2 separate regions of the Sus scrofa genome follow, and region 2 is linked to region 1. Evidence: chromatin contacts called from public Hi-C data. All regions are on one chromosome and are shown on one strand. The core of a region is the stretch at or near the end of the contact, and the rest is flanking DNA. Distances in the headings are between cores, read along the strand shown. Region 1 overlaps MSI2 (RNA-binding protein Musashi homolog 2-like). Region 2 overlaps MSI2 (RNA-binding protein Musashi homolog 2-like).

Evidence for each region. Hi-C and Micro-C count contacts between places; a contact is called where the count stands out from the background.
Region 2: a contact with region 1 is called in a Hi-C map of liver, with 4 times the contacts expected there. The contact joins two enhancer-like sites. A contact is called at or near these places in 1 of 47 Hi-C or Micro-C datasets (liver) and 1 of 2 datasets of contacts at active chromatin or transcription factors (skeletal muscle).

The regions. Positions count from the first base shown.
Region 1 is chr12:33,697,025-33,704,398 of Sscrofa11.1, reverse strand. All of the region lies in intron 6 of MSI2 (RNA-binding protein Musashi homolog 2-like), which reads right to left. Among named protein-coding and RNA genes, the nearest start is that of MSI2, 160 kb to the right of the region's middle. Within about 2 kb of position 4,573, at least 39 of the 83 cell types and tissues checked have an H3K27ac peak or open chromatin away from gene starts, as enhancers often do. A contact at or near this core is called in liver, where this site is marked.
Region 2 is chr12:33,848,723-33,856,096 of Sscrofa11.1, reverse strand. All of the region lies in intron 7 of MSI2 (RNA-binding protein Musashi homolog 2-like), which reads right to left. It overlaps LOC110256169 (a long non-coding RNA gene), which reads right to left. Exons shown (of 2, transcript XR_002337447.1): 2 at 7,182-7,374. Among named protein-coding and RNA genes, the nearest start is that of CCDC182, 180 kb to the left of the region's middle. Within about 2 kb of position 2,881, at least 8 of the 83 cell types and tissues checked have an H3K27ac peak or open chromatin away from gene starts, as enhancers often do. A contact at or near this core is called in liver, where this site is marked.

The sequences.
Region 1 (7,374 bases), core at 3,324-5,823:
CTGGCCACAGTGCCCTGCTCGGTAGGGAAGCAGCCCAGCCCAGCCCAGCTGGCAGGGTGGAGCTGCAAGCCCAAGACTTCTGGCCACGGCTCAGGTCTGCACTTTGAGCTCACAGCGATCTAGCGAAGGCTCTTGAGCAAGTCAATTATGCTCTTTCGGCCTCCCTTACCTAACTTTTTTTTTTTTTTTTTCTTTTTAGAGCCGCACCTGCAGCATATGGAAGTTCTTGGGCTAGGGGTCCAATTGGAGCTCCAGCTCCAGCTGGAGCTGTACGCTGTGCGGGCCTACACCACAGCCACATCTGTGATCAATGCCACAGCTTGCAGCAACACTGGATCCTTAACTCCCTGAGCGAGGCCAGGGATCAAACCCATATCCTCATGGATACGAGTCGGGTTCTTAACCCGCTGAGCCACAACAGGAACTCCGTTCCTAACTTTCAAATGGGGACAACGCTCTCACCCCAAATAAAAGGTTTGGGCAAACAGTGATTTCTGAATTTAACATATGCCAACTTAGTTGGAACAGAGACCTACGACAGCAATAAATCCTCCTGTTTGCTACTAAAACACACCTGTCAAGAAAGGAAATGGGTGGTCTTCTTTAAATTTTTTATTGAACAGAGTTGATTTACAATGTTGTGTTAGTTTCGGTATTTTTCAGTTATACACACACACACACACACACACCACACCACACACACACACACATATATACATATATTCTTTTCCATTATGTTTTATCACAGGATACTGAATACAGCTTCCTGTGCTATACAGAAGGACCGTGTTGTTTCTCCATTCTATGTATAATGGTTTGCATCTGCTAATCCCAAACTCCCAGTCCAACACTTCCCTGCTCCCTCTCCCCCTTGGCAGCCACAAGTCTGTTCTCTGTATCTGTGAGTCTGTTTCTGTCTCGTGGATAAGTTCATTAGTGTCATATTTTAGATTCCACATATAAGTGATCTCACAGGATATTTGTCTTTCTCTGTCTGACTTGCTGAACTTAGTATGATAATCTCTAGGTTTGTCCATGTTGCTACAAATGGCATTATTTCATTCTTTTTGATGCCTGAGTAATATTCCATTGTATATATGTACCATTTCTTCTTAATCCATTCATCTGTGAAAAGTATATTGAGATTTTCTCCATGTCTTGGCTATGAACAATAGCGCTGCTATGCACATACGGGTACATGTATCTTTTCAAATTATGGTTTAGTCCAGATATATGCCCAGGAGTGGGCTTGCTGGATCATACGGCGAGTCATTTTCGGTTTTGAAGGAACATCTGTATTGTTTTCCACAGTGGCGGCACCAATTTACATTCAGGGTGGTCTTTTTAAAAGTGAAAAAAAATACTTTTTTTTTTTTATATCAGGGAATCAGTAGGTTCCCTCACAACCACTCCTGCAACTTATCTCATTGCTTACTCTGCCCTTCTGCCATTCCCTAAGAAAGCTGATAATAAGATCATGAAGACTGCCTCTGATCATTCTATACCCTCATTTATATTTCCTGAAGGGAGAAGTAGCTTAAATTGCTTTTTTTTTTTCATATCCTAACACTCTGCAAACAATAAGCAAGTCTGAAAATATTTACCTCTGCTGCCAATTATAAAAGACCGTTAGAGACCTCCACAACCAAAAATCTCTAATTTATAACTAATCCGATTCCACAAATTACATCTCCTACTACAGACCACCTAAAAACGACTTCCTGTAAACACACCACTCTGCTGGGTTTTTTAATATAATTAAATCCTCATTTTGCTGTTTAACTCCAAGAAACTCTCTTTTTTGGCAACATAGGGGAAAATTTTTTTATTTTCAAAAGACACAGAAATAATCCCCAAGGAGGAGCCCCAGTCAGAGCCCAAAGGGGATCCTGCACTCTAAGTCAATGATGAGCTGCCTTTGCTCGGGACAGTGGGTCTGTCTGCCCTGCCTTTCCCAGGTCACTTCAGGAACACTGCCCAGACTTATTGGCCTGTGCTGGCTCCTGCCCCCTTCACCAGAGTTCAATCAGGAAGGCAGATTGACAACAGGCATGGAGGAAGTGTTCTGGAACATACTTAAATCTCCCTGGAGGTGCTCAAAGGTGTCACTCCTTGTGGTGAAAAGTTCTGGCCTCCTGTGTATTTGGGGTGAGCAACTAATTCTGGTTTGCAAGTCCTGGATCTCTGGAAACCCCTCAGGCCTCGGCAAATCAGGACAACTGGTCACCCTACCTTTATCCAGCATAGTTCTTTCTTCTCCTTACTATCAGAAATCCATCAATAATATTTACTGTGGGCCTGCTGTGCATTATCTCCCATCTGTGCCCCCTCCCACCCCCCAACCACAGCCCTTGGCAACAAGGACTCGTCAACCCTTCACAGTAACAGTCCCTCCTTCCAGATTCTTCCATCCTGGAAATGTTCCGGTCACAGACACATCCCGTGAAGAAGAAAGGGCCATCACCCAGGCTACAGAAGGTATGTGGACTTAAGGCAAATCAAATCCCACACTGCCTGGAACTCGACGCTGGTAAGACAATACGAAGTGGGGGGAAATGCAAACAGCATATGCAAAGGCAATCTATCAAATCTCCTATTTATTTTATGCAAAGTTTTCTTGGGGCTTCTTAATGCCAGTGTTCCCTTCTCCCATTTTAATCTCTGCTTCCATTTCATTCTTGGAGGCCTGTGATTATTCTAATTCAGCAGTGGGATGACTTCATTTCCGCTCAAGTACACCCAGGTCAACTTGAATCGAAAAGAAAGAGGAGGAGAAGAAAAATAATCAGCTAAAAGCTATTAAATATCAGCCGTGTGCCTCATGATTGGTTTTAAAGGCAGTGGTGAGGTTGCAACCATCAGAAACTCAACCCTTCTGCCTCTTCCTGCATAGGAACATTTTTCTGGGGCTCCCCCTCTTATGGCTTCGAATGTAAACAAAGTACCGACTGGCGGTCCACCTTCGGCTAATTCACAAACACCAGGTCTGAATGTACAGAGCTGTAAAAAACGTAGAGGCTGGTTAACTTGACAAATCTGGCTGTTCTGCGGAGAGACGAATGCTCCGAGGACAAAAAGGGAAAAAAAGGGTGGGGGGGAGAAGAGAAAGGAAGAAAAAAGCCAGGCATACGCGACCCATGTAATGGGGTATCCTATTGATGGGCTGCGGGGGTGAGCAGGCATCTCCATATCAATGTTCGCTCCACCAACAATGGCCTTGGATTTCTATGCCAAGCCTAAATGAACTGAGCGCTTTTTCTTCCGTAAGAACCACTCCTTGCACCCACTGGCACAAGCTTGAACCGTGATTTCTCAGACACTTTCGGTTCCCACTGAAGTCCATCCAGGGGGAGAAAGGCTTTCTTTCTCATGCTAACAACTCCATTGTAAGGGACGTCTTCAGAGGCTGCCAGGAGGGCTCTGGGAAGGTGAGCAAGGGCTTTAAAACCCCTGCTCCCTCTCGCCGCCGCCCAGGGAGCATTAACCCCTTCCTGCCTGCAGGCTCTCCCGCTCTGGTGGTCGTCCTCTCCATGGCCCCTTACAAAAATTAAAGAAACGTGTGGGATGAACTGGGAGTCTAGGAGTGGTCGATGCATGTAGCATGGATATACAACGAGGTCCTACTGCAGAGCACAGGGAGCCGTATCCTGTCTCCCAGGATCAAACATGATGGGAAATGAGATTAAAAAAAGAATGTGTGTTCACAGACTTTTTTCCCAAATGAGACAGGTTGGGGGGCGGGGGGGATGCATGGAGAGTTTGGGATGGAAATGCTGTAAAATCTGGTTGTGAGGATTGTTGACCCCCTATAAATGTAATAAACTTCATTAAGTAATTAAAAAATTTAATTTAATTTTAAAAGAATGGTGTGTGTGCGTGTGTATATATATATATGTACATATACATGACTGAGTCACTTTGCTGTACAGAGGAAATTGGCACAACAGCGTAAATCAACTATAATTTTTTAAAAAGTATATAAAGTTAAAACCAGACTGGAAAACACAGTTAAACAGCCAGGCCCAGAAAGTTCGGGCCTCGTTCCTCTCCCTGCTATGCATTCGATCATGCATGTGTGATCAGCCTCCTCCTCGCAAAGTTTTCCCACACTGCTACCCAGAAGGCATCCTATTTCTCTATTTGTATATTTCAAAATACTGTTAATAGAGCAATAATAATGCCTAAAGACAGCTGGCTACATTTTTATCCGCTAAGAGGGAAATGGGAAGTTTTCCTAGAAACTCACTCGTCTATTTCAGGAACTCTTTTTTTTTTTAAGCAAAAGTAAATAAATCAATCAAAGAGGACTTAGGACAAAGGAGGAGGGGGCAGGGGTTCTCAATCCGTCTATTTCGAACTCAGTTCCCTCCTCCGGCTGCTGCAGAAACCAGCTCTAGAGGAAAAAAGTTCACCCGGAAAACACAAAAGTTGTTTGGCGAGAGGGTTTCCTGGCAAAGCCCAAGGCTCGAATTACTCGTGGGCACTGCTTATTTGTTCGCAGCCACCTGGCCGGGGAGGCGGAGGCAGGCACAGGAGGCAGGATTCTCCTGTTTGCTACCTCTTGGCCCTCAGTGGCTCCGCCAGGGGTCAGAGGGCAAATAAAGTCCCCTCCCCCGTATGACACACTTCCGAAGGGAGAGACTGACACAGAGCAGGCTGGGATTTCATACAACGGGAGGACAGTGCTGGCCTTGTTCTGGGCTATTACAGGAAGAAAATTTAAAACACAAAAGTAGCCTTCAGCGTGGCCGGCCTGGGAGGGGAAAGCAACCGGCCCTTCCTGGTGCCCTCGACACTCTAGGTCAAGGTCTGAAGAACATCGATGGCCTCCCAGAGCAAAGGCCAGCCGGTGACAGGCGAAGCCCCGACACGCCGATCACTGTGCAGTGAGTTCACCTGCACGAACCACTTCAGGAGACACACCTCTTGTGGGAGCTGTGATGCCCACAAAGACACACTGGACTTGTCGGTTCCAGGTCTGGCTGGAAAGAAGCACACACCTCACGGAGCTCCGTCTGTCTCCAACTCGCATTTGGAAGCAATCAAGTCACAGTCCACAGTCCGCGCCATAGGGCAACTGGCTTATTTATTTGCTTGCAAACCTCCTGCCTCTCGCATTTCAAAGGCTTTAGGATACTTTTAGTCTGGATCTTACTCTCCTCGAACAGACATTTAGCGAAAGGAGTATCTGAGCAGCAGCGGCCCAGGGTGCCACCACGGCACCTGCGTGTAAAACCAGGAGCTAGAAAATAATTGCCACCCCCACCCCAGCACCCTCTCCCAAGACCCCACGCCCACCCCAGCACCTTCTCCAAGACCCCACACAAGCGGAATCAATGAGAAGATCTCATTATCTTAAAAGGCCCATTCATTCTTGTTCTCAATTCCCCCCCCGCCCCCCCCCGACAAAAAGTTTTTTGAGCACCATTCTCCCTAGCTCACGTTAACTTTTATGAGCCCACCCACAACCCTGGACCAACAAAAGGCCCCTTTTGGCCTCCTTTCCACAGGGCTCTTCTTTGATGAGACCCAGAGAGCTGTGACTTTCCAAAGCACCTCCTCCTGTAGGGCCCTGGCTTCCCCTCCGCCACCGTGAGGGGCTGGCCCAGGAAAGGGTTAAAGCCCTCACGTCAAACCACAAACTCAGGCACTGGCCCAGAAGGGACATGGGAACCAGGGCAGCCGAGTGATAAAGGCCGGATTGTAGCAGCCCACTGAATTGGAAATGACTTGTAGGCCTAATGAAACAGAACTTTGGCAGTAAAACAGAATGAAAGGAATGAGACAATAAAAGGCTGGAACAAAGGGTGCAGAGTCGGTTCAGCTTAGCAAAATAAGCTCACTTTGTTGGTGGGGAAAGCCAAAGCCGATTAGGATAAACCAATGACTAAGCGTAAGTCTTCCAAACTAATTACACAGTTCACCATGTGAAGTATAATTGGGAGCCTCCAGATGCGGGAGGCTGCTCTGCTTTCACGGGAGTTATATAAAGTGAGAATTACCTAGCAGCCCGGCGCCGAGCAGCCCTCTCACGGAGGTGAACAGCTGAAAGGTGCAGAACTGCTCCATCTGGGACGCAGCCGCGAATTCATTAAGTTTAAAGGCCTCTTTTTGATCTCCAAAATCCTATAAGTGAGAATTTAAGAAACCGGTACTGGAAGGAGGGGTCTAAAGGGGAGAAGGAGGAAGCTCTTGCACACGGAGTGGCTTTGATCCCAGGGCTTTTTAATTACCACGCTGGGCTCGTCCGGATGGCTGAGTGGGGGTGGGGGAAATGGGGAGGTGGGGGGGAGTGGGAGGGCGGGGGGAGCAGTGCCGGACAGCCCGATGGATGGTCTGGGTCTGTATGTGCCTATCTGGAGCATCGCTGACATGCCATTTTTCCGGAATGGTCTATATACATCATCCCTGTTTGCATGAAATCGTGAGCACAGATAACGTCCACTAGGAAACCTGAAGCAGTAAAATAAATGACTGGAGATCACCATTCTTGACAAATGAACCAAATCTGCTCCCTCGCGGACGGGGCTGCGCGGTGGGAAAGTGGGAGATGTGGTTTTATAAGAGGCCAGGGCCACACTGTGCAAAATTGAGTGACTCTCCGGGCTGTGTGATCTTGGACAATGGACTGACCCTTTCTCAACACCAGTTTTGTCATCTGCAGAACAGACATTCCACTTATCTCACTTGACATCCTTGAGAACCAAATTCTCGTTTTATTATTATTTTATTTTACTTTATTTTTTGGCCGGGGATCGAACCCAAGCCACAGCAGCGGCCCAAGCCCCTACAGTGACAATGCCTGATCCTTATCCTGCTGAGAGCCATCAGGGAACTCAATTTTTTTTTTTTTTCCCTTTTTTTGCTTTTTAGGGCTGCACCCTCAGCATATGGAAGTTCCCAGGCTAGGGGTCAAATTGGAGCTGCAGCTGCCGGCTTAAACCATAGCTCCCTACAACACCAGATCCTTAACCCACTGAGTGAGGCCAGAGCTCGAACCTGACTCCTTGTGGATACTAGTCAGGTTTGTTTCTGCTGAGCCACAATGGGAACAACCTCCCCCAAATTTTTAAATGCATTAAGAAGCTTAAGACAAAGCACATGGCCCTCTAATTCAGAAACACCAAAACACAGTAAAAGAATTTCATACTAAAATCTGAACTTCACAAATTCTGGTCTTCATTAATTTAGATCTAGCACAGGTAACAGGAAATTATAAATGCTTTGGTCTTCCTAGACTTCACTCACAAGATGAAGATTCCAGTTAATAAATCATAGCCATTTCCAAATAGAAAAACCCTCACTGCCCCTGCATCCTGAAGTCCGGAAATTAACTCCAGTACAATTAACAACTGTTTTGTTTACTATATTAGG
Region 2 (7,374 bases), core at 1,632-4,131, 150 kb before region 1:
GCTACCAGCACTCATGAGGGCAGGGGCTGCTGGGTAGTGTGTTTCCAGAATCCCCTCCCAGGACTCAGGGTGCAACCAGACTTTCAGATGCCTGCAAGGCAGCTGAAGATGCCCAGCCTCAGAGGGTCTCTCACCTCTGGCCTCCGGCAGCATCACCACCACAAACTCCTGGGCCTGCTGGAGGTTTTCCAGGCTACCACGCTTGGACCTATTTAAGCCCAGAAACATCTCCCAAGCAGTGGAAGAACCCGCATACCCAGAAATTCCACAGACAAAGGAAAGGCACCTGAGGGCACGGGGGGGGGGGGGGGGACAAGAATGCAAGCTACATCAGTGCCAACCAATGACAGAATCATAGGGGTCTCCTGAGGGCATGGGGGACACAAATGCAAGCCACAGCTGTGCCAACCAATGACAGGATTGTAGGGGGTCCCGTGATGTCTGCATAGGTGGACTTTCCGGCCGCTCCTGCCAAGGCCCGCACGTATATTAGCTCCTGGGCAATTCTGGATTGCTCTGTGCTCAAACCCTGTGCTCTCGACCTTGTGCCAGCAAGAGATGCACAGACAAGTCCCTCTCTCAGGTGGGAGAGGATGGACAGCCAGGGACCTGGAGCCTTTGTGTCTCAGGCACAAGGTCCTGGTTGTCCAGTGAGAAATACCCACAGGGGCCTGGCCACAAAGCACGTCCTTTTCAGCAGGCTAAGCCTGGGCAACGTGACACGCGTTGGGGGAGATGCCCGGGCTGCCGTGGCTCAGGTGGGCTGTCCAGCGGAGCAGGTGCCCAGGGCAGACAAGGTCACCTTTGCAAACCCCTTCCCCACAGCAACCTTGGGGAAGGTGGCAGGCCTGGGGGCCGGGGCCCGGAGGAGGGGGAGCGAAAGGAAAATGCAAACCCTCCACTTCAGGGACAGGGCCCTCGGTACCCTGAGGCCTGTGTGTGTGTCTCCCGTTGACTGGGGCTATTGAGATGCAACTTCTGGAAGACCACGGTCTGCACAAGGAAGGACCGGAGACCACCGGACACGGGTTGAATATCATTCCAGGTCACACTATTGAAAGTGGGGTGGTGCAGGGGCTTTGGGCGCCCCGAGCTCACTTCACCACGTTCTGCCCAGCCAGGGGCCTCGGAGGAGTGGCCTAACCTTTCTTAGTCTTTCTACCTGGCCAAGATTCCTGTGTCATGGGGCTGTGGGAAGCCTGACCTGCTAGCATCTGTGTAAATGGTTCGCAAGGGTAGGGCTGGAAGGGAACAGAACTTTCCACGGGAACCAGCGGGAGGAACGATTAACTCACTGCAGAGGATAGCCCCTAAGGCCTGCAGTCCACACAGCAGGCTTATTACCTATTAGCGCAGGCCCCAAGGATCTGATCTGTGAGCTATCAGTTTGCCTGTTAGCATCTGAAGTGATGGCATTTCTTTATGTTCGTGAAATAAGACCAGGCGTATTTTTCCCCCCAGTACAATATATTTAAAAGATGGCTCTTGGAGGTCCCAGGTGGCCTAGCAGTTAAGGATTCACTGCTGTACCTACTGTTGGCTCAGGTTTGATTCATGGCCCAGGAACTTCTGCCAGGACATGGGTGTGGCCAAAATGAAGAAATCAATTAACAAATAAAAGACAACGCTCTTCTGCCCTCCAGAAAGCTGACCAACCTTTGCAGCACTGGGTGCATTCTATGGGGACGCTGGCGTCACTGCGTCTGTTGTGACAGCACAGAGCCAAGGAAGGGCTCTGGCACCAGCTCTGTGCTTCCATGCACCTGGTTCTGGGCCAAGGCAAAGCTAGGGAGGACGTGTGGCGTCCCCGGGCCAGCGCCCATGGTGGACTGGCTTGGGATCAGCAAAGGGTGCCTTCCGCCCCCTGTAGAATGTTCCTTCCGTGTGCAAAGGACTCGTGAAAACCAAAATCCATGAGTCTGTAGGGTGTGACCTCAGAGATGTCACTCAACCACCTAAGTTCCGAGGACAAGATCCACATGAACACAGCACGTGGCAGACAGCAGGGCTCAATCACTGTTTACTGGACGGATGGATGGATGGATGGATGGACAGAAAGGGGAACAACCGCTGTCACCTGCTGAAACTCCTATATACCAGGTGTTATTTATTTATTGATCATTTAATTTTTTTATGGCTGCACTCATGACATATGGAAGTTCCCTGGGCCAGGGACTGAATCCCAGCAGCAGCTGCAACTGATGTCACCAGGGTGGCAATGCTGGATCCCACTGCCTTGGGCTGGGAATCGAACCTGCACCTCTGCAGTGACCCGAGCTGCTGCAGTTGGATTCTTAACCCACAGCACCAGAACGGGAACTCCTATCAGGTGTTTTTAGATGCTTTTTCATCGACTCTGTAGTAATCACCATCCGAAGAAGTATTCTTATGCCCCTTTTACAGCGGAGGAAACTGAGACTCAGAGAGTTAAGCCACTTACACACCGATTAGTTAAGTGGAAAGAAAGAGAATGTGAATCCAGGCTTCTTGGACCCCAAAGCTACAAACTCACATCATGAACAAACCAATCCTCTTTGGCCGTCAGTGGCCTCATCTATAAAACGACGGTACGGCCATCAGCTGGTGTTAGGAGGGCACCTTCCAGGCCTCTAAAATTCTGAGTAAACATGCAGGCGACCCCTCTCTGGGTGACAGGTCACTGCCTTTGAGGATCAAGGAAGGAAGGCTGCTCTTGGTGACAGGACCATGTTCTAAGTGCCAGGCTGTAGATTTCCCACCCTTCTGTCCCCCCACTCTGCAGCTGGCCCGCCTCCTCCCCAGGGAGGGGCCCAAGAAGCACAAAGCAGCCACTGGGCAAAGGTTCACAGCACTGTTTGTTTGCAGCTTGGATGAAAGGCCAGGAAGAGGTGGGGGCGGGAGAGGCTGTGAACCACTGGTTCAAACTCAGTTCATGCGGGATTTCCCAGAAGCAGCTGCACAGACTTGGATATGCTGGGATGGACAACAGTGAGACCGGTGAGCAGGAGCAGAGATGTGGCATGTGTGCTACGCAGGGCCACTCGGGGCTGAAAGCCTTCAGGGAATGGAGACCTGGGTGAAGGAGCCGCAGACAGCCCGTGCTCCAGGTAGATGGGCAAGAACATCAAACGCTCCCCCCACCGCCCGGGCAAAGCCCTCTCTGAAGCACCCATCCCAGCCCCACTGGCATCTCCCCACCTTGGGGCAGTGGTCCTGGGTCATGGGGTCTCGCCTCATTGCCTAAGGAGAGACAGTGGAAGAGCCAGCAGCTGCCACACCTGATGCCACAGCTGCACAGATCGCCTGGGCAGCGTTCTCATCGGGAGCCAAGGCACTGACTCCCTGCCATTGCGTTGTCCCCAAGGTGGTCCCCGGAAAGTCACGTCCCCACCCAGAAAGGCAGCAGCTCTGTGTGGTGCAGGAGGGCAGTGGTGGGCTTTCCATCTGCCCACACCATTGCTCCCACTGGAAGTGGGGTAAAAAACTGGCCTGTCTCCTTCCTAGGTGCTCAGAAAACAAAACCCCACAACTCATCCTCTGGCCGAGATCAGATAACGAAGAACCAGATGCAAGAGCACACTTGTAACCACTGACAACCACCTCCTCTACGGCGCTCCTGCTAGGAACGATACAGACATTGTCCGAACGAAGCCCTCAAAACCCTAGGAGGCTGGAGTTACCACTACCTCGTTCTGCGGAGCGAGAGTCTGAGACTCAGAGAGGTTAGGTAACTTGGCTAAGGTCACTGGCCGGCACGTGGTTGAAAGCTGGGGTTTCCAAAGTCAGGCAGTCTGATCTCACAGTCCTTGCTTCCCAACCACTTTTTTCCACAAACGCGATGGTTTGGAAGGGGTGGGAGGAAGCAGTACAGAGGGAAGAGGTTTGGATGCTGTCCACGAAACAGACTGTGCAAATCCCCGTAAATCCCCATGGAGTCTAGTACGAGTCCTCCCCCGACCCCTCCGGGGCTCTGTGGAGGGTACAGGACACTGCCCTCCCCTCGGCCCCTGGACTTTCAGCAGAGAGCTTAGGACACGAGAATTCTCTCTCTCTACCGCCATCCCCAAATATTTAAAAGGAGCAAATTTCCACCCCCAGAGATTATTGCGAGAAGCCAGCTGGCAAGGCAAGTGATGAAGATGTTACGCAATGAACTGCTTCCATGTACTGTAATAGCTTTTCACGTTTGCTACTGTACCGGGAGATACCAAACAGCCATCTGAAATCATCTCCTCCGTTGCCCCATCGCTAGTTTTCCAGGGTCACACGTGTTTCTACTTTAAAGCCCGTTAACATGGTATGTTCAGTGCAGAAAACCAGATGGCTGGGAGCCCTCAGAAAACCCGCCTGGCCCTTTGCAGAGCTGGTTTTACAACCCCTTCTCGCCTTCCCTCGGATAGACTGATCGGGATGGATCGTGGCTAAGGAGTCGCCGAGACGAGGACCCTGCCCAGTTTGGAGACCCTACTCCTGTTCTGTGACGCCTCTGCAGGGACGCAGGCCAGCCTGGGGCGGTGACCCCTGGACCACGGCAGCCATACGCCCTCCAGACGCCCAGCTGCCCTGGCCCTTGGGCAGACACGGGCTGGCACCAAGCAGAGGCGGGAGGGGTGTGTCTGAGAAGCTGAAGCAGGACAGGCGTCTTTGGGCTGTAAGCTGTCATGAGTGAGGTGGGCTCAAACGGTCCCTTTAGTCTCCATCTGCCTAGTCCGTGGCCCTTAGGATTGATATATTTACCACGAGGGGCCACGTGGCTGTGCACAGGCCTGAGGCAAGCCCTGGGTGGCAAGAGCCAGACCGCCCACCTCCGCACACACGTCATCAGCCTCCAATCAATCCCCAGCCAGACCGCCCACCTCCACACACACGTCATCAGCCTCCAACCAATCCCCAGCCAAACCGCCCACCTCCACGCACACGTCATCAGCCTCCAGCCAATCCGCAGCTGGGGAAGCTGGCCTTGCTACAGACCGTCTGCCGCTGATGTGGATCAGATGAAGTGGGGGAAACCACCTTGTCAGCCAGGGAGGTGCAGGTGGGACAGGAGAGGAGGGAAAAGGGGCTTGCCCTTTTTTTTCCCCCACCACCCTTCTCATTTCCTTAGCCTTAACTCTGTACATGCTGTCCTCATGTGGGTGTCTTTTAGCCCAAATGCTCCCTCCAAGGTCAGTGGAGCAGGTAACATCCCGTTTTGAAGTTCTCTTAATGTACACACCTATTTTGGACACTAGGTAATGTTCCTTCTGTGGGACTGATATAGGCTGATGTGAATAAAAACCACCCAAGAGCCTCTGCGTTCTTTTTTTTTTCTCTTCAATACCCACAAATCAATCAGTGTGATACACCACATTAACAAACCGAAGAATATAAACCACATCATCCTCTCAATAGATGCAGAAAAAGCCTTTGACAAAATCCAATACGCATTTCTGATAAAAACCCTTCAGAAAGTGGGCATAGAGGGAGCCTACCTCAACAAAATAAAGGCCATATATGACAAACCCAGAGCTAACATCATTCTCAATGGTGAAAAGCTGAAAGAATTCCTGCTGAGATCAGGAAAGTCAAGGATGTCTGCTCTCGCCACTACTCTTCAAGTATTGGGAAGTCCTAGCCATGGCAATCAGAGAAGAAAAGAAATAAAAGGAATCCAAATTGGAAAGGAAGAAGTAAAACTATCACTCTTTGCAGATGACATGATACTATACCTTGAAAATCCTAAAGATGCTACCAGAAAACTGTTGGAGCTCATCAATGATTTGGCAAAGTCCCAGGATACAAAATTAATACGCAGAAATCGACGGCACTTCTATATACTAACAATGAAAGATTGGAGAGAGAAATTAGGGAAATTATCCCATTTACCATCGCATCAAAAAGAAAAAAATACTTAGGAATAAACCTACCTAAAGAGACAAAACACCTGTACTCTGAAAACTATAAGACACTGATGACAGAAATCAAAGATGACACAAACAGATGGAAAGACATATCATGCTCTTGGATTAGAAGAATCAAGATTGTCAAAATGACTATACCACCCAAGGCAATCTACAGATTCAATGCAATGCCTGTCAAATTACCAAGGACATTTTTCACAGAACTAGAACAAAATATTTTAAAGTTTGTTTGGAAGCATAAAAGACCCAGAATAGCCAAAGCCACCCTGAGAAAGAAAAATGGAGCTGGAGGAATCAGGCTCCCTGACTTCAGACTATACTACAAAGTTACTGTCATCAAAACTGTATGGTACTGGCCCAAAGACAGAAATATAGATCAGTGGGACAGGATAGAAAGCCCAGAATTAAACCCATGCACCTACAGTCAACTAATCTATGACTAAGGAGGCAAGACTATACAATGGAGAAAAGACAGTCCCTTCAATAAGCGGTGCTGGGAAAACTGGACTGCCACATGGAAAAGAATGAAATGAGAACACTCCCTAACACCATACAGCAAAATAAGCTCAAAATGGATGAAAGACTAATTATAAGACCAGAACTATGAAACTCTTAGAGGAAAACATAGGCCAAACACTCTCTGACATAAACCACAGCAATATCTTCTCAGATCCACCTCCTAGAGTAATGACGGTAAAAACAAAAATAAACCAAATGGCACTAAATTAAACCTAAAAGTTTCCGCACAGCAAAGGAACCCTAAACAAAACGAAAAGACAACCCACGGAATGGGAGAAAATAGTTGCAGATGAAGCGACTGTCAAGGGATTAATCTCCAAAATTTATAAACACCTTCTCCTGCTCAATACAAAAAAACAAACACCGCCATCAAAAAATGGGCAGAAGATCTAAACAGACAATTCTCCAAAGAATACATACGGATGGCCAAAAACACATGAAAAGGTGTTCAACATCACTCATTATTAGAGAGATGCAAATCAAAACCACATTACACCAGCCAGAATGGCATCATCAAAAAGTCTACACACAATAAGTGCTGGAGAGGGCCTGGAGAAAAGGGAACCCTATTACACTGTTGGTGGGATTGTAAGTTGGTGCAACCACTGTGGAAAACAGGATGGAGATTCCTCAGTAAACTAAAAATAGAATTATTTGCTCTAAGAGCCTCTGCATTCTTGATGTGGGTCGGACCTCCACAGAGAGGGAGGAATCCAATGAGCTGCCTTTGCTCTCAGCCAGAGCTAGTGGTTTCTTTTCTTTCTTTCTTCTTTTCGCTTTTTAGGGCATATGGAAGTTCCCAGGCTAGGGGCTGAATAAGAGCTGCACAGCCACAGCAACTTGGGATCCGAGCCTCGTCTGCAACCTACACCACAGCTCACAGCCTTAACCCATTGAGCAAGGCTGGGGATCGAACCTACATCCTCAGGGATACGAGTTGGGTTCTTCAGCTGCTGAGTCACACTGGGAACTGGTC